Regions from separate parts of the Anas platyrhynchos genome. Here region 1 is linked to region 2. Evidence: chromatin contacts called from public Hi-C data. All regions are on one chromosome and are shown on one strand. Each heading gives the region's core, a stretch centred on a gene start, on an enhancer-like site or on the middle of the called end of the contact. The rest is flanking DNA. Distances are from core to core; before and after follow the strand shown.

Region 1 (2,700 bases), core at 90-2,589, 35 kb after region 2:
GGAAGGAAGTGTATTTCCACATGAAATTGCATATTTTTAACTGAAATTGGTATAAATGGTGTATGACTGGAAATAGGTGTGTGTGAAAACACTGAAACATCAATTAAAAAAGAAGCCTGTATTGATTAGAAGAGGTGCCATTTCATCAAGTTGAAGGGTGTGCTGTTTCCATTGAGCCCAGAAGATCCGCCTTCAATAAGACCACAGCACAGACTTCTTGCTAACAGAAAACCCTGCACTCTGACATAAAGAGAATGTCAGAGGTGGCAGCAAATCACACATGCCATTCCTTCTGTTAACCCAGTGGGCTAACGGGATAACAGAAAGGCTAACAGTAAAACAATAGTAAAAGTTTATAAAAGATATCTTAAGGGAGATAAAAGATTAGCCCAAAAGTTAATTCATCATTGGCAGTCAAGAAGAAGCTGGAAGATGAAGATTTGATTTGTCCTTCATGTCATACAGAAGCAATCCTGGTCAGACTATTTGAAAAGATACATCATGGGAGTATGACTGTATAAAATCAATTTGCTTAGTGACTTTGAATAATAGAATCACCTTTCCCTTCCATGAGATCTATTACTTAGTTTTAGAACACTAATTTTCTATAAAACAACCAAAAAGGAAAAAGACATTCTAACCATCACCATCTAGTCACTGTGTTGCAATCATCAAATAGCTGTTGTCTGAAAGAAATTGGAACACACTGAGTCTTGGGAGCTTTTTACACTATGTGTACTGAGCAGAATTTCACTTCCAAAGAGCTATCCGAGCACACCCAAGCCCTCTGGACCACAAACTTTCCTCTCTAAAAGTGAGATGAATGTTAACAGGAGGAGTGGATAGCACTAATTCATACTCACCTGGTGCACTGAAACACATATGACAGGAGCTATAAAGTGCAAGCTATAAAAGGGGAATGCAGTTCTGCCAGGGTACAGTGGCATATAATCAAGTTATAGTGGACAGTATCACACACCGCACAACTGGAAATATCTCAAACAATATTGCATGAAATGATCAAATCATAACAACACAATGCTGACATAATTGTCACCTTGCACAGCTCTCCACCAGTAACTTGGCATTGTCATTGCCATCCCACCTAAAAGCAGGTCACTGGGGAGAGCTAAGTGACTGCCCAAGTCACCCAGAGAATTCTTGCTGCAGCAGATCAATCAGCTTCTTTAAACTGCCAGAAGTTGATCAGCAAAACTTGTCTCCAAAACAATCCTTCTCAAAGTGAGAAGGCATTTGCAGCACAGGCAGGGAGGGAAGAGAACCAGCCTGCACCTAGAGGAAACCCAAATACTGTTTTTGTCCCTGGAAAGAAAGAAACCCTACAAAGACAGCTACACAGCACCCCCTATTGTCAGCAGCTCATGAAGACTCAGGGTTGTGAGTGCTCTTCACCAGCAAAGCCCTTTACAGCCACTGGTTTGCAGTCCTCGAAGAACAGGGACATGACCTGCAAAAAGTGCCAACATAATGCTGATTTGTGTTACCTTGCATGCTAGGGGAAGAGGTGAGAACCGATGTGACAAAGACAAACTCTCCGAGCCAGCATACCCTCCTCAGCTGGCAAGGCAAACACCCTGCAGAACACTATGGCAGGGGGTTGGAACTAGATGATCTTTAAGGTCCCTTCCAACCTGAGCCATTCTATATATGATATGATGATAATTCGCCAATGCCACAGCCAGCACAGAATGCCACCATGGTGCACCATTCTAGCACCCTGTTCCCTGTCCTTAGCTGAAGGTCTGAGTCTAGTTCTCCTCATGGAAAGGAGAATTCGAGAGGACTGACCTTAGAAGTCTCAGATGCAGTTGGGAACAAGACCCTCCAGAAAGTCTGCACCCTGACAGTGACTAGCAAGGACAGAATTCTCACAGCCAAATGCTCCTTAAGCTTGCCAAGGGCAAGGGTGCTCTTGGGCCTCACTTAACCTAACACAACGTCCAGTTTCTCTTCACCACTGGTACATGCAAAGCTGGAATTTTGAGAACATTGCTATGCAACAGCATCATCCTGCCATCGTGAACGGGCTCGCCAGCTGCTAAAATTACTAACAGAAGATTGGCCTGCAAAGCAAAGGCCAACTGAACTAAAATTTCAGTAGTGCATGTAGCATAGACCAATGTTTTAATGATTTACCTACCTTTGACATGGAGGAGATTATATATATATATATGTTTTTTTGTTGTTGTTAATTAGGTAATAGTAGGGTAATAAACAGGTTGCATTGTGTGTACACTATTAACCAAATAATATACAAATCAGTTCACAGTTAAAAGGTTAAAAAAAAAAAAGGATTTGTTTAAGCAGTTCTCTGATGTGAAAAGTTGATGCCTGTCATTCTCCTTGCTCCTGTCATCACTGTTTATTAAACTTGTCTGTTTGAACCAATTTTGATTTTAGCTATAAAAGAAGCATGAGTTTTGGTCTTTTGCTGCATGAACACAAATACTGTCAGCGACTTTTATGTGACTTTCTAGAGGAACAAACTGAACACTTCTAACAAATCTGGCAAAGATGCTGGAATCTTGAGTGAGCAATTATATAAGGCTCAAAGAGAAAATCATGCACTAGCCTCTCAAACAGATGCATGGTAGTGCTGTACCAGAAGCCTCTCCCAAAGCAGCGTTCAGCTGAGGGAGGCTTTGTGTCACACAGCTTTCTAATACTGCTGTTCCTGTT
Region 2 (2,773 bases), core at 159-2,658:
GGCAACAAACTCCAAACAAGGTCTCTTGATACAGAAAACACCTGAGTACTTTGAATGACTCACCTCCATTAGCTGTTCCTCTTGTCCCAGCTCTATTGCTTCTTGCACCCAAAGTCAGCACGGGGGCCCTTGGTGAGTACAGTACGTTAACTGACCAATATAACAAACACCCACCTTCATACATCTTAAACAGAAAGAAAAATTGGATTTACAAAGCTTTTTGTACATCAGCATTCACCAGACCATGCTCCTGTGTAGCAGATTAAGAAGTATGTGTCCAGGTTACGTGGCAACAACGACCAGCCCCATGTAATTTCAGAGGTTTGACCCACCTTTGCCTCACATTCCCCTTTGTTAATTCTGTCATATCTATTCTGAACTATATCTCCCACAGTGTTTGATGAATATGTATTGTTTTGGTAAGACAGACATCTCTCTCGGTGTACTGGTTTAATTAAATTAACTAGCAAATGTGAAAGATAAAGGATCACACATCCACTGCCGCTGAGAGGAGCATTTGCATCTGGCAAATACAAACCCCCTGGGCTGCGGCACCAAGGGAACCTAGTGCTCTACCTGCAGGTGGTTTCTGACACCTAGCTCTCTACAGTCTGCATGTAGATGGGGATTGTGGAAAACTAGAGAGGTCCCAGCAACATTTAACACCAAATTATGAGCTATCCCTCCTAAAAGGCTCTGTTACTCGCTACTATATCAGTCAGATGAGGTACAGCACCTTATAATCATTAAGTAGATAAAAAAATCCAGTATGCAATTGACCAAAGTAACATGACTGACAGTTTTGAACTGGGTTGCTGAATGAAAAATCACAACCTAAGACAACAATTTAATATTTTTTTTCATTCAATTTGGAGCTATTCCCGTAGGGCCTAACTCTTGCCCAGAAAAACTGCTTTAAAACATGCTATTTGTCATTTCAGATACTGCCTGTTCTCCTCATAACCATCACCTTCTATAGGCAGCTGAACAGCATGTTAAAAGATTTGCAGTACAGGCCTATTAATACAAAGCTCTTCCTGGCATATTAGTTAATAAATTCAGCATCGTTCCTCTCAGCTCTCAGAATGAGCTCCTGGCTTTACGATGTGTGCAAACTTTTGACTGTGACTCACATCTTAAAATATGTGAAAATATATAATAATAGTACAGTTAGAATATCTGTTATAATAGTTCCTGGGAAGTATGATATTACCAGAAATGCCAAAGGAGTTTGCTTTCATCTCACAGATTTTAAAACAACCAACAAAATTGAATGCAAATGCTGAAGACCTCACATGCTTGTTAAAGGCAGAAGTTGAAAAACAAAACCACCAGCAGGATGGCTCCCATTTGTCTGTGAGTCAGCTTCTCAGCTGAGCAATCCAGGCAAGGGCCCCAGGCTTGTAACAGTGTTTAAGGAAACTTGCTCATTGTTTACATGCCTCCAGCTGTCAGGGAAGACCTCTGAATACAAGCTCCTTGACCAGCTTCTAGTGTACACACAGTATCAGCCCCCAAACTGATACCACTTAATAGCTTTGTTATTTTGGGGGGCAGAGAAAAATAGGATTGCACACCTCCTGCAAATGTTAAGATAACCCCATAAATCCAAATGATTTTTTTTGTGTGAAATTGTCTGCAACACTCTGCCATGCATATTCTTCCTCTAAAGGATTATTTCAAAATTATGGACTTAGAAATGTTCAGTTGGATAGTTCTTGGGTGGCTGAGGTGCTCACTGAAGAATTTAAATGATGTAATAGCTATTGAACACCCCATTATATGGCTGCCTAATTAATGTAAATGATAGTTATGTCTCACTCACAGAGGATTATTTTACACGAAGGAAAATCTACTCGCTGCCACAGTAGCCATTTCAATAGTTTTTATAGGAGCAGTTGCATTATGACTTCATTGAGTAAAACGTAAGTAGCTATCCTAAATAATGAAGATTGAAGGTTTAATAGTACCAATAAAGAATTCTGCAGGTTTTTTATTTCAAAAATTAGAGTTTGATAGCAACCGTATGATAATGAGAGAAAAAAGAGCACTGGCACATGGACTCTTTCTGCAGCCTGGGCTCCTTGGGAGCTTCCATTTCTTCTGCATATAAATGCAGAAGAATAAGGAGATACAAAAAGGAAAATAAGCTCTTCTTTACTTTCATGACACTGTGTCCAATCTCCATGCCCCCTCCCTGCAGCAACATTTCAGTGGATAAAGGATTTGTTGGATTGTGCTTGTTATACTTAAAGGCTAACATTACGGGAACAGCTGTGTACAGCTGATCACATACCTACAAATACCTTCAAACAATGTGAAGTGCTCAGCTTAGGCCCATTTGAGTGGTGTTATGCAGACATAAACCAGCCCTGCAGATTTGTCTCAGAATTGTAACCCATTGGAGCATCTCCTTTTTTGTGAGGTAACAGTCAAGGGACTCGCCCTTTCTGTCATGAGACCCTATTTCCAAGGTTATATGTCACTGATGATAACAGTTACAAAAATTCAAATGAGATTTCAAATTTGGCATGAATGTTCTCACTTGGGATCTAGTATTTTTTAAGCAAATCTTTGCAAGAAAACCTAAAAGTTTACTTGTTCTGTTTGTTATTTTTGGTCTATGTTGCTTCATAGTTCTCAATCCAGACCTTTACACACTCCCCATCACAGTACCCAAGTAATCTCTTCCCACAGCTGCATTTTCAGAATAGTAGTTCTGAGCTAGGACAATTGATTTGACATTTGTTTCTCCAAACAGGAAGCTTCCACA

Evidence for each region. A called contact is a pair of places that touch in the nucleus more often than the background predicts.
Region 1: a contact with region 2 is called in a Hi-C map of liver, with 3 times the contacts expected there. The contact joins two enhancer-like sites. A contact is called at or near these places in 2 of 8 Hi-C or Micro-C datasets (liver and subcutaneous adipose tissue).

What each region holds. Positions count from the first base shown.
Region 1 is chr12:19,798,667-19,801,366 of IASCAAS_PekinDuck_T2T, forward strand. No RefSeq gene overlaps it. Among named protein-coding and RNA genes, the nearest start is that of PLEKHF1, 22 kb to the left of the region's middle. Within about 2 kb of position 1,340, at least 4 of the 8 cell types and tissues checked have an H3K27ac peak or open chromatin away from gene starts, as enhancers often do.
Region 2 is chr12:19,763,648-19,766,420 of IASCAAS_PekinDuck_T2T, forward strand. No RefSeq gene overlaps it. Among named protein-coding and RNA genes, the nearest start is that of POP4, 8.1 kb to the left of the region's middle. Within about 2 kb of position 1,409, at least 2 of the 8 cell types and tissues checked have an H3K27ac peak or open chromatin away from gene starts, as enhancers often do.